Regions from separate parts of the Pan troglodytes genome. Here region 2 is linked to region 1. Evidence: chromatin contacts called from public Hi-C data. All regions are on one chromosome and are shown on one strand. Each heading gives the region's core, a stretch centred on a gene start, on an enhancer-like site or on the middle of the called end of the contact. The rest is flanking DNA. Distances are from core to core; before and after follow the strand shown.

What was found. A called contact is a pair of places that touch in the nucleus more often than the background predicts.
Region 2: a contact with region 1 is called in a Hi-C map of induced pluripotent stem cells, with 1.9 times the contacts expected there. The contact joins the enhancer-like site here to the promoter of CD24 in region 1. A contact is called at or near these places in 2 of 7 Hi-C or Micro-C datasets (induced pluripotent stem cells and stem cell-derived neural progenitor cells) and 1 of 1 datasets of contacts at active chromatin or transcription factors (stem cell-derived excitatory neurons).

Annotation. Positions count from the first base shown.
Region 1 is chr5:118,884,648-118,891,682 of NHGRI_mPanTro3-v2.0_pri, forward strand. It overlaps CD24 (CD24 molecule), which reads right to left and starts at 3,022. Exons shown (of 3, transcript XM_024357344.2): 1 at 2,691-3,022; 2 at 2,132-2,308. The coding sequence starts at 2,200.
Region 2 is chr5:118,526,014-118,533,048 of NHGRI_mPanTro3-v2.0_pri, forward strand. It overlaps RTN4IP1 (reticulon 4 interacting protein 1), which reads right to left. Exons shown (of 12, transcript XR_010158133.1): 4 at 6,666-6,790. Among named protein-coding and RNA genes, the nearest start is that of QRSL1, 13 kb to the right of the region's middle. Within about 2 kb of position 2,553, at least 2 of the 24 cell types and tissues checked have an H3K27ac peak or open chromatin away from gene starts, as enhancers often do. A contact at or near this core is called in induced pluripotent stem cells, where this site is marked.

The sequences.
Region 1 (7,035 bases), core at 1,772-4,271:
GAAAATGAGTTTTTCCTTTAAGGCAGAATGACTTCAAGAAAACACCATGAAGTCGGAACGATTTCACAAAAGACAACGAGAGGTTATGGTGTTAAGTTTCACCAGCAGCAGCCTCACTGGTCACCAAGCTCAGTGCTGTGGCCAAGAACCAAGGTTCTCCCAGTGTCCCAGCGTCTGAGTGGCATCATTCACCACTGATTTTTCAAGCCACGAAATGCACAGTCCAGTAGGGCACGTGATAATCTCTCCTTTGTCATGGAACAAAGGCAGATCGGAGTTTTCAGCCCTCACTGCAAGGGAGGGTTTACAAGGGCTTCTGATTACAGGCTGGAGGGAGGACGTGGCACCAGGCAAGAGTCTGGGCCCCGTGTACATTTGGCTGCCTATTAATCCAAAGATAAAGCCCTCCTACATCAGCACCAGCTCCTTTTGTTGTAAAATCCATAAGGTCATTAAACAAATATTGACTACAGAAATGTACAAATCCTATCCAAAATAGATTAGTGACAACAACAAAAAAATCTTGATCAAGTCAAATTTATTTATCGGGCACCTACTGTGTGCAAGATTTAGTGTGTCCCATCAGGAAACGGCACTCCCAATAAAGAAAAGCATTAATATGGTAATTTACTTAAAACAGGGTGCCTGTTTTGGACACCTTGTTTGGGATCCCGCAAAGTAACCTGTTCTTTATTCATACAATGAGTTTTACTGCAGCAGGTGATGTTTTCTTTTTAAAACCTGGTGTATCAATCTGAGGATCTAAAGATCCTCTACACCAACAAAAAAATTATGTTTATTAAACTGACACTAAACAAAATTTTCTCTCCCAAGCTACATTTATTCGCATTATTAAAACTTCTCACTTACAATGTTGGAGGAAAAAAATCTGGTCGGAGAGAAGATGGGGCGGGGAGTGGAGGGGGCCGGTTTCTCGCAGCCGCGCCCCTCCCCCATCAAAGAATTGAGGAAGGCTCGGGAGCGCAGCGGACTGGGAGGAAGACAATAGGGTACGGTTACCCCGCCAGCGGTGGGGAAGCGCGTTCCACACTCAGGCTGCACTCCCAGGTGAGCCCGGACTTTCGATGTCTGGGGACGGAGGACGCAGCGCGCCCAACTTTGGGGGAGAAGCCCCAGAGACAGTCCTCGATTAACCCCAATCGAAGGCGCTGGAGAGCCGTCACTCCCATCCTCCAAACCCGAACTGACCCAAACAAACGTACCTTCTTCGCCCCCACCCCCGCTAGGGTCTCCCAGGCCCAGCCCCCGGTCTCTCTCGCCGGCGCGGTGCATCCATACACCCTCGAGGCAGCGCTGCGCGGCCCCAGGTACCCACACCCGGGGCGAGGTTCCCCGGATGGAGGATCTAGGGAGACCGCGCTGGTAGCGGCGACCTGGACAAAGCCTGGCGGGGACTCGGGACAGAATCGTCCCACCATGCTGCCTCCCCAGAACTAGCCAATCTGGGCTAAAATAACATGGGGATCCTAAGATGACAAGCGATGGACGTGAAAGGTTGCATCGCAGAGAGCGCAGCGTCAGGAGAGGGTCCCCGCCTCGGCTTCAGCCCGGAACCGGGGTTTGTTTAAAAAGGGCCAGATAGCCGTAGCTTCTCCGGGATACCCAATCCAACTCCGAGGGTGGAGGATGGGCGTGAGCCGCCCTCCCCGAAAGGGACCGTCGCATCTCTTTGTGTAGAGCGCGGGGAGCGCGAAGACCCTCCTAGGGGGAAGCGGGTCCTCAGGGACCCAGGGACAACGTCCCCAGGGAGCCCGAGCTCTCCAGGCGCTAATCCCTGCAGGCACCTCGGGCCTCTGGGTGAAAGTGGGAAGTAGGCACCTGGCTGCCTGGGAAGGGACAGCGTGGAACCTGGGGTGGGGCAGGGTCCTCTCAGCCCGCACGCGGAGCTGCATTGTTCCCAGGGCCGTGGGAGGGGAGGGGGAAGCACGCAAGGGAATGGAAAAATGGGGTCCACATGGCCCTCTCCCCTGGTCAGCTAAGCAAGATTCTCTCCCGGTCCCTGTCCGTGGCCCGAGGTAGAAGCGCAGGACGGTCCCCCGGGACCGGGTCCATCTCCCCTGCCCCCACCCCGGGAACGGCCCTCGAGCCCCGCCGGGCGCCAGGGCCTCACCTGCGTGGGTAGGAGCAGTGCCAGCAGCAGCAGCCCCAGCCCGAGCCTGGCCACCATTGCTCTGCCCATGTCCCCTCCGTCGGTGCGCGGCGCGTCTAGCAGGATGCTGGGTGCTTGGAGAACCGCTGGCTCCGGGCGGGCGCAGGCAAGGTGGGGAGCGCGGCGAGCCGGCGAGACCTTATATACCAGGAAAGCCACAATAGCCGTGACGTGGCGCCGCCCGCCCACCCCGGCTCCCCTCCGCCGCCGCCCGCCGCCTCCCCGCCTTCCCCGCCCCGCTCCGGGTTCCCCAGCGCCCCCGCCGCCGCCGCCGCCACCGCCACCGCCGCTCCGGCCCTCGCGGGCCGGGAGCCCCCCGGGCGGGCGCCGCTGCAGGTGGGCGGGCGCCGCCGGCTGCTGGTACCCGGCTGGTATCCCCGCGCCGGCTGCGGGCTGCGGGCAGGCTGGCACAGGCGCCCAGCGACTCCTACACAGGACCCGGGGCACACACGCGAGCCACACACGCCGCGCTGGGGGCCGGGCCCAAGTTTCCTTTGTTTCCCGGGACCTGCCATCTTACCCCCCAAAAGAAAAGTCCGCGCCTCCGCTGCGGCGGGGTAGCCGCCGGTCCTGGAGCAAGTGCGTTGCCACCCAGACTGCAAAATGCGCCCCGGGGACCCGAGAGGGGCCGCGAATTCCAGTGCGACCGCGTGGGGGGCGGGCGCCGGGACCCCTCGGGCAGGGTTATCTCTCGGCCCGCCGCAGAGGAAAGGCGAACGCGGCGGGCGTGGCGCGGACGCGGGCCGGACGCTCACTCTGGCCGACGGGACCCGGGCGCCGCCTAGCGCGAACCCTTCCCGCCTGGTCGGCGCTCCTCGCAGGCGGTGTCCGGGTCCGGAGCGATCTGCGCGCTCGGCCCCGCGGCCGCGCCCTCCCCGAAGCCCTTGCTTTGTTCTGTGAGCGCCTCGTGTCAGCCAGGCGCCGTGAGCTCACGGGGGCGTCCCGGGTCCGCATCCTCCCAGGAGCTGGGGAGCCGCTCGCTGGGCGCGGACCCGCTGCCTGACGCTGCAAACTACAGGGTTTCGGTCCCCCGCGCTCCTGCCTGCGGCGGGCGAGGAGGAGACGGCCCACCCTGAGGGGACCCCCTCCGCGGCCCTGAAGCCCCCACCGCCCTCCCCGAGCGGCTCTGCTCCCAGGTTCTACTCGGGGGCAGGAACCTCCCCTCCTGGCGGTCCCACTACAATTCACCGTCCCTCTCGAATTCCTGGGGATACACTTTTTCGGTCTCTGTTGCCCGTCATTCGTTTAAAGAGCAGAACCGTTCGAGATAAAGGCATTTACTTATCCGTAGTTGCCATTAGGCAATTTAATGAACCGGCACAAAGAGGAGATTCGTCATCACTCTTTAGATTTTGGTGGAATACTTCTTTCCTATCCATCTTATTGTGAAAACTTTCAAGCATACAACAAAAGTTGAAGTAATTTTACTGGTGGAGTATTTTGAGTTTAAATTTTAATTGCAAGACTTAATCTTTTTATTGAAGGTTTAGCCCAAGTGTTTTTCAGTCTTTAAAGCAAACAGCAGAGACCAAACCTAGTATGGTTGTAAATTTGTTTAAATTTCAGTTTTGCAGAACACTCTCGTTAGTACTTTTGGTTCAATTTTTAATTGCAAGACTTAATACTTTTATTTAAGGTTTAGCCCAAGCATTTTTCGGTCTTTAAAGTAAACCACAGAGTAGTAAGATTCTAAATTTGTTTAAATTTCACTTTTGCGTGGCAGTCTCATTAAAACAAAGTAAGTTTCAGGGAAGCAAAGTGACAATGAAATCTGCAGTAGGTCTGTTGACTGAATAGTGACTGAATCGGTTTGTGCCTTCAAGGTCAGTCACTTTAGCTCAGTAATTTTCCAAGCACGTTTAAGATGTGCTTGGGAACACAAGAATTTCTGTCGAGCACCAGTGGACTTTCCTGTTTAACAGTGTACCGTACCACATTATATAGAAATACTTTGGCCGGGCGTGGTGGCTCACACCTGTAATCCCAGCACTTTAGGAGGCTGAGGAGGGCTGATCACCTGAGGTCAGGAGTTCCAGACCAACCTGACCAACATGGTGAAACCTAAAATCTAGTCTCTACTAAAAATCCAAAATTAGCCATGCATGGTTGCTCATACCTGTAATCCCAGCTACTTGGGAGGCTGAGGCAGGAGAATAGCTTGAACCTGAGAGGTGGAGGTTGCAGTGAGCAGAGATCAGGCCATTGCATTCCAGCCTGGGCAACAAGAGCAAAACTCTGTCTCAAAAAAAAAGAAAAAAGAAATAGTCTGGCCCAGCTTCTCCATTCCTTTTCCGGGTGAAAAAAATGGACTGTTTGTGACTCAGGAGTGCCGGGTTCCAAGGCAAGGAACATACTATGTCCTCCACAAGCTGCTTGTTGAACTAACTGGTGGTATTCCTAGGATAAGACAGCCTCTAAAGACAGACTGCCAGAGTTCAAACCGTGGCTCTGCTAATTTTGCTGGAGACAAAAAGCCTCAGTTCCTTCATCTATAAAATGGAGATAATAACATCATTACTAATTAGTTATTAAAGAGTTATTGTATATATAAGTGTTAGAATACTGCCTGCCTCAGAGTAGCAGCTCTCACTTATTTGCTCTTCCACTGAAGGTGCCAGCAACCAGAAGGTAATTACCTTCTCTGCCACTGTGTGATACGTGAAAGAATATCAGTCTCCAAATAATTCCCAAAACTGGCAAGGCACTCAGAATCTGTGCTTTGTGAACCATTTCATCACCAGCTAATGAGACTGGATAATTCACATAGCAAAGCCCTTCACCTCTGCCCAGGAGTTCCCCCTGGGCATCCTACCGGGGGTGTTGCCCAGGACTTTGACAACTGGAGGCCCAACACAGGTAAGATACTTCTCTTTACAGGTCTCCACCCTACCCTTTTCCTGTACAGCTAGAAACTCAAGAAAACTGCCTGATTTTTCCTTTGCAGTTCTTTTGGTTTGTGATTCTTTCTTCCTATTCTTTATCCACTTCTCCTGGTTTTTCATAGTTTGTTTGCTAATAAAACCTGAGCCACGGCTGGGTGCAGTGGCTCATGCCTATAATCCCAGCACTTTGGGAGGCCGAGGCAGGCAGATCACATGATCAGGAGATCGAGACCATCCTGGCTAACATGATGAAACCCCATCTCTACTAAAAATACAAAAAATTACCTGGGCATGGTGGCACACGCCTGTAGTCCCAGCTACTCGGGAGGCTGAGGCAGGAGAATCGCTTGAACCCAGGAGGCGGAGGTTGCAGTGACCCAAGATCATGCCACTGCACTCCAGCCTGGATGACAGAGCAAGACTCTGTCTCAAAAAAAAAAAAAAAAAACCTTAGCCAATAATAACTCACGCCACTAACAAATTGAGACTCTTACCAGTTATCCTGAACTTTTTGTTGAGACACATGGCCAATTTCCATTTTATAGAGAAAGTGTGGTATAGAATGATTTTGAAACAGATTGATTGCATAAATTGATGTATGTGTGGAAAGTTATAACTTTCAGTTTTCATAGCTTTCATGAGATAGTATGAAAAACTCCCTCATTTGATGCTGGTTCTCTTCTGAGAATACTGAGGGAGGAGCAATGCTTACAATTTCTTTTCTTTTTTTTTTTTTTTTGGAGACGAAGTCTTGCTCTTGTTTCCCAGGCTGGAGTGCAATGGCACGATCTCGGCTCACTGCAACCTCTGCCTCCCAGGTTCAAGCGATTCTCCTGCCTCAGCCTCCCAAGTAGCTGGGATTACAGGTGCCTGCCACCATGCCTGGCTAATTTTTATATTTTTTTAGTAGAGACAGGGTTTCACCATGTTGACCAGGCTGGTCTCGAACTCCTGGCCTCAGGTGATCTGCCCGCCTCAGTCTCCCAAAGTGCTGGGATTGCATGCATGAGCCACCGTGCCCGGACAATGCCTACAATTTCTAAGGGCAGACCTGAGACCAGACTGGCATAGCACATAGTGGATTCTGGGGTCAAATATGGATTTGAATCCTGCACCACCACTTTCTCTCTCTTTTTTTTTTTTTGTAGACAGGGCCTCACTCCGTCACTCAGGACGGAGTGCAGTGGCTCATTGCAACCTTCACCTCCCTGGTTCAAGCCATTCTCCTGTCTTAGCCTCCCGAGAGACTATGTCTTGCCTACCCAATATCCACTGCACCTGGCATGCAATCAGTATTTGCTAGTTGAATGGACTAATATTAAGGAAACAGGTTAATTTGCTTTTTAAGATAAAATAATAAATCCTGTTTCTAGAGGAACAGAAGACACAGGGGTTAATTATTTGACATTTTTAGCACTTTTGGCAAAATAGGTATGAAATATAATGTGAATCCAATAAAGGTGTTCCATCTGTGCTTTATAGCACAAATAGTGGCTGGAATAATCAAATATTTAATATAAATTCTGTTCTACAACATGATGCAATTCTTAGTTGTGTTCATAATACTCTTTTTTTTTTTGAGATGGAGTCTCACTCTGTCGCCCAGGCTGTAGTGCAGTGGCGTGATCTCGGCTCATTGCAACCTTCGCCTTCCGGGTTCAAGTGATTCTCCTGCCTCAGCCTCCTGAGTAGCTGGGACTACAGGCGCGCGCCACTACGCCCGGCTAATTTTTGTATTTTTAGTAGAGACGGGGTTTCACCATGTTGGTCAGGCTGGTCTGGAACTCCTCACCTTGTGATCTGCCCGCCTTGGCCTCCCAAAATGCTGGGATTTGGGTGTGAGCCACCGCGCCCGGCCCTCTTTTCCCTCTTAATTCTGTGCCACCCTGCACTTGGTTGGCATAAATGGAATATTTCCATTTATCCGGGTCTTTCAGTGGAGCTTTGTTCTTCACTGCCAATCATGAGAAGGCAGTGAAGGTA
Region 2 (7,035 bases), core at 1,303-3,802, 360 kb before region 1:
TGTCAGTATGTTCTATTCTTTGCCTTCTACTTTTAAACTTCCTCATAAAGCAACCTTTTACAATTACCTACTCCACCCTAACTCATGCTGATCACCTGCTCCACCCTGACTCATTCCAATCACCTGCTCTACCCTAACTCATTCCAATCACCTGCTCTACCCTAACTCATTCCATCACCTGCTCCACCCTAATTCATTCCGATTACCTGCTACCTGCTCTGCCCTGACTCCCACCAAAGCACTCACCCCATCATTCTCTTTAAATTAGCCAATCGGAATTAGTTTAGTCTGTGCGGTCTAACCCTAGCCAACAGGGGAATGACAGAGCAGCAGGGCACACGTGCATCAGGGATAAGAACCCCTTCCCCTCCCTTGTCCAAATGTGCGCTCGCCATTGTTCCATTTGTAAGGGCGCACCCTTCTATATAGAAGTAACTGGCCTTGCTGAGAATTAAAAAGAAAATTTTATATTCGAGTGCTATTTCTTTTGTGGCACCGAAACTTTATATGTAACAGACATATGTTTTTGTAAAATTTGTAAAAGATATGCTAACCACAATCAGTTAAGATTGGTCTTTTTTCACTCTTACTCATCAGTCTTGCTTTTTTCTCAGGTGATACTAGATCTAGCTAAAGGGAAGTTGATTGGAAATATACTTGTTTGGGGTTTAGTGGAAAATACTGATGTGGTTCGTAGTCACTTCTGTGTAGAGTTAAGTTATCCCTAGCTGTCCTAGTTTAAGAAATGCCTTCCAGGAATTTCTTCCTACCTCTCACTAAGTCAACTCACCTAAGCCACATGACATTTCCTTAAAGCTGTGTATCACTGCACCCAGCACAGGGTCATGTGAGTAGTGAAGGAGAAAGAAAGTTAAACAAGGTTTGAAATGTACAAAGCCAGAAGCTAGTCTGTGGAAAATTCCTCCAATTAAAAAAATGTAAGAATTTACAAGACAACACTATATGGAAGAGGTTAACAACAAACTAATCAGGATTGTTCATTAAAATACAACAGTATTTTAGGCTTATTCACTACACAAGAAAACGTGAAATGCCTTGAAATCTGTAAACCAAAAACAAAATTCTAAGGCCCCAGCCAACTGAATGGACTCCTCTTTTTGGCCAAGGACATTCCAGAGTTGCCTGAAAATCTAGTTCTGCTCATGATGGCAGAGGAGGTTGCAGGCCTCATTATACCCCTGCAGCATTAACATCAACACAGACCTTCAATCTGATAGGAAACATTTACAGTCTATTCTCTCTAAAGCTGGCTACTTGGAGGCTTCATCTGCATGACAAAACCTAGGTCTCTACAACCCCTTAGCTTAACCCAGACATTCCATTTCACTTATAATAAATCTTTCAACCAACTGCCAATCAGAAAATTTTTAAATCTACCTATCACTTGGAAGCCCACCCCTCTTCAAGAGGTCTCACCCTTCAAGATCAGACCAATGTAAATCTTATGTGTATTGATGGATGTATTGTCTTCCAAAAATATATAAAAGCAAGTTGCACCCTGACCACCTTGGGTGCATGTCATCCTGAGGCTGTGTCACAGGCGTGTCCTTAACCTTGCCAAAATAAACTTTCTAAATTGACTGAGACCTGTCTCAGATATTTTGGGTTCACAAATCTTATAGCTGGCATATAAAAGGAACTTGGAAGACATTGTTCCAAATTTGGCAACAATCTTACATTTTACATGACACGAACAATAATGACTAGTGCTGAGGAAGGTGAGAGAGCAGGGTTTATGAAAAATGTCAGGTTTTGACTTAGGGTAAACCACAATTAACTGACATTAGGATTACAGAGGAAGAGTTGGGGTGGTAGTTGGTAAGCGTTGTTTTGCTCAAGTTGAGTTTGAGATATAAAGAGAACATCTAACTGGAACTCAGTAAGAGCACAGAGTTAGAAATATAGATCTGTAAGTTACCAAACTATAAGTAGAAGTTGGGAGTAGATGAGATAACCCTGGGAAACAAAAAGGAAGAATAGAGTGGAATACTGGGAAAACAGCACATTTAAAGGGCTGGAGGAAGAAGTGGGGCTTCTAAAAATGACAAGAAATGGTCAACAACAAAAAAAGAAAACTTAAAAGTCTTAATGTCCCTGAAACCATATGAAAAGTAAGTATTTAGGAAGTGGTCAACAATGCCAGCTACTTCAGAGAGGTCAAATTAAAATAAAATAAGAACTGAAAAATGTCTTTGGGCTTGGCAACTTAAGTCACTTAAGTTAGCTACGACCCCAGTGAGGGCAGATGCAATTGAAAGGCAAGGCTAGAAGCTAGATTACAGTCCATTGAAGAGTAAATGACTTATAACCTCACGAGATAGTTAACCTAGTCACTTAGAAAGCTATTGTATAAAACACAAATTTCCAGGAGTGAGGTTTCTGCTATTCTTTTAAGTGCCCACCGCCCCCGCCCCCCCACCCAGGACTCCCTGGAAAATAGACCTGAAGCAAAGGAAGATTCATTTCCATCACACTGACCAAGCCAGAGCCTCCACTCTCACTCTCCTTGCCTCCTCAACCCCATACTTTGTTTATGCAAGAAAACAGCTGGGGTTTCTTTCTACTTCCCCTTACCCCCCTAACAATACAACCCAGTCAGGTGCAAATGAAAACTTAAAGTGCAAAAGGGTAATGGGCTTGGGGAGTGGGAAGAAACAGGTGGTGGTGGGGTGAAGAAAAGGCCTTAGAATGCATTTGAAAGAAGAAGGCTGTCATTTTAATTTTAATATAAGCATATTGGTAGGGAATAAACCCAATGTTTTTAACTCTGGGCCTAATTCTATAATTCTATATCAGAATTAATCAGACACCTAATTTACACTTACATGACAAAATTTTACTGCCATAAAACCTAATATCAAAAAAAAAGTATTCCTAAATTCACTTCATTGAGTTGCAAGTATACACAATTTAAAAGTGAAATTTATTTTGTGGAGGAGGAATAGTTCAATTCCTAACTCTGTTGCCCAGGATGGAGTGCAGTGGCATGATCTCGGCTCACTGTAACCTCTGCCTCCCGTGTTCAAGCAATCCTCCTGCCTCAGCCTCCTGAGTAGCTGGGACTACAGGCACGCAACACTACACCTAACACCTTTTAATACTTCTGTCAAACAGAGTGAAGTACAACTTTCCCGGCAAGACATGAATTTCAGGCAGAGCATGAAATATTCAAGTGCACCGATGACACTACCAATAAATAAAACCATCAAATCTTACCATATTCAAAAAATATCCGGTTGTAACAACTTTTTAAAAAAATTTCTACTTATCTTGAGAGCCCTAAGTTATCTATGTGTTCCTACTGAACAAATCATGAAGAAACTATAGATGGGCTGATAAAAAGGAAATAATTTTCACTTGACATTTTCTTTTTCTTTTTTTTTGTTTCGAGATGGAGTCTTGCTCTGTCACCAGGCTGGAGTACCGTGGCACAATCTCAGCTCACTACAACCTCCAACTCTGTGGTTCAAATGATTCTCCTGCCTCAGGCTCCTGAGTAGCTTGAACTACATGTGTGTGCCACCACGTCCAGCTAATTTTTGTATTTTTAGTAGCGACGGGGTTTCACCATGTTGGCCAGGATAGTCTCGATCTCCTGACCTCTTGATCCACCCACCTCGGCCTCCCAAAGTGCTGGGATTACAGGCGTGAGCCACCACACCTGGCCTCACTTGACATTTTCTAATGATATCAATGTGTGGACAAAATGACAGTATTATATGACATCAAGAATAAACTATTTCCTTGGTTCACTGATACTCAGCTGCTGCAGAAAAGTAACTACAGAACAAAGGGGGGAAAAGGTAAACATCATCGAACCCTTAGAAAGATTTGTCCTAATTTCAAATAAGCTGTTTGTTATAAAGAAATCCTGTAAAATCTTCCAAGGTGCTGATAGGTGTTTTTGTCATTGTTAATTTTTTTTTTTTAATTAACTGATTAGAAAAAAAAGATGATTCATCTTTGATAACAAATACTGATCTGCTTTGTGCAGACTAAGGCATGCCTTAATGCCAATAGCTAACAGAAAAAGAACAGTTATTGTTTACCATATTGAAGCCAAAATATGCTCCATCAATTACAATGAATAGTCAAATGGAAAATCCACTTTGGACACTGGAACTTCTGAGTTTAGGTACAATAAAATCTCATTATAGAATTTCTTCATTAAAAGTATTTTTACAGTATTTTAAGGTGCTCACATCTCTCATGTGACTCTCACAAATAAGCAGTTAAAAGAAGTAGGCCATTATTATAACCCATGTGTGGTAATTTCAGTAAACCGAAATTTCTGAGAGCAGCAAGTACCAAGTGCTATGGTCTGAATGTTTGTAATGTTTGTGTCCCACCAAAATTCGTATGTTGAAATCCTAACCCCCAGGGTGATGGTATTAGGAGGTGGGGTGATTAGGTCATGCAAGCAGAACCCTCATGAATGGGATTTGTGCTCTTATAAGAGAGAGAGAGACCCCAGAGATATCCTCACCCCTTCCAGAATATGAGGACAAGCGAGAAAGCACTGTTAAAGAACCAGAAAGTTGGTCCTCACCAGACACAAAACCTGATGTCACCTTGATCTCAGGCTTCCCAGCCTCCACAACTGTGAGAAATAAATTTCTCTTGTTTTTAAGCCACCAGTTTATGGTATTTTGTGATAATAGCCTGAACGGACTAAGACAGCAAGGTCTCACTGTGCTCACTGAGTCACTCAGGACAAATGTGTCCTACAGATCACAACATGTGAATGCAGCAGAAGTCCATGATGTGAATTATTGAGACTCTTTGCAATGGGTTTCACTCTATATTGGTTAACATTGGCTAAATCAATAAACAGACCCAACTCAATATAAGATATCATCACCTAATAAGGTCTAAAACTTTCCATTTCTCAAAGCTCTCCTCAAAACCTACACTGTCCTATACTCATAAACTCAGAGGAAACCACAAAGAGACCATAAATATATAGCATGTGGTCACCTGGTTAGTTAATGGCAGAACAGGACCCAGGGCTCCAACTTCCCAGTTCCAGGCCATTGTTGCTTAAACAGAAGATAACAGAGTACCAAAGAATTACCCACAAAGCCAACAACAAACTGAGGACTCACACCAATGTCTCTAAGAAGAGACAGACCTTTGTCTCTAAATTTTTAAATTTTTTCTTATCTTCTAAATTGTTTTTTACAGTATATTAAAAGTAAGTCCACAGAGCCCTGAACCAGTAAAAGAAATGAGAGCTCTCTAACAATAGTGCACATACAGTCATGCAGGCATAGAAAACAATGTTTTTAAAGGAAAAAACAAAACAATAAAACCAATGCTGTTGCAGAGTCTACAATTACAATACAGGTCTAAAAATCTTCAATAAGGTTTTTGCAAGGTTATTAACTAAGAGAAACCATTAGAAAAATCTATGTGGTCAGAACTAATTTAATTTAAACAAAGTGTTGACCAAAATGGCAACTTCAAGAAAGATAAGCCACAATAGCTTAAAAAGTAAACAGGGTTGACCTTTAGAATAAATACTTACCTTGAATTCTAAGATAAGGAAGGGTAGTACCTCACTAGATGAATAGCTTTTGTAAGTTTTCAAAAATACAGCTATTAAACTTTCATAAAATTTAATGCTCTATTACCGAACACATTAAATGTAAAGTGCAATGTTTCATAACAATAGAACAGAATCACACAGACTTCAGTTATGTTACCAACACAATCCTTAGTAATAACAAAAAAACTAGGTTATTTTAATTTATTATAGTTTGACCTACAGCTCCTTCCTTCCTTACAATTGTTAAACAGTCCTTAGTATCTAGTTTTCTCAACAAAAAACAAAATCATCAGTTTTCTCTATGATGGCAACTTTCTAAAATACAAGGAACACCACAATCTCCTTGCTAACAACAGTAGCCACCATTTACTGAGTGCCTCCCACGTGCCATAAACTGTGTCACCAGTTTAATGTGCATTACCTCATTTAACCTTCAAAACAAAACTCATTAAAAAGTGAGTGAGTGGGTCACCCAGCTGGAAAGCAACAGAATCTACATATAAACTCAAGTACATCTGAGACATTTCTGGTCACCATGTTGCTGCTAACCCAAATGAGTACACGCTCAAGGCATTGGGGAATCAGAATTGACCTAATGGATATTAGGCATTGAGACTGAGAGAACTTAAGAATATTCAATAGTTATGCAGTCCCTTTATAGAAATATGCAAGCGTGAGAATAACTCCTGGGAGAGGTAGGGAAAAAACATCTTCACCTTGACATCATTCTTTAGAAACTGTATGGGATGATTCTTAACCTTTTTAGGAATTTCATTAAAAAAAGATATGGATCTTCTTCCTAGACAATCACATATAAAATTTTGCATTATTTTAGAAGGTTCTGACTCCTAAAGTCCATTCCATCCACACATCTCAGTTAAAAAATTCCCAAGTGATTGGGCTGAGAATCCACAGAATGAAGCTAAGAAAGTGCAAACTGACACAAATAGAATGCTTTGGAAACTGTTTTCAAATGTTAGTACAGCTCTGTTTGTGTAAATGATACTAAATTTCAAAGCTCTGACAAATCTACTGCAAGGAACTCACAGAAGGAAAGAAAAGAGGTTTAGATGCTGCCACTGACTGATACACTTACCGTTTTCCTGTGCAATTCTTGTCATTCAGGCCACCAACTTTGTTTATAGCAGACCAGGCTGTGAGAGCCACATATGGCAAAGAGGCAGCTTGAGTATGAGTGAGTGATTTGGGTTTGTGAGAGACCTACATTTGAAGACAACAGTCAAAAATAAGCAATGACTTGCAAACCTATGAACACAATTAAGCACATTTACCTTCACAGGAATCCAGCTGACCCTTGAACAACAGGGGTTTGAATTGTGCAAGTCCACTTATACGTGGATTTCCTGCCTCTGCCACCTCTGAGACCAGCAAAACCAACCCTTCTTCTTCCTACTCCTCCTCTTTCTAGTAACTTGAAGACAACAAGGATGAAAATCTTTATGATG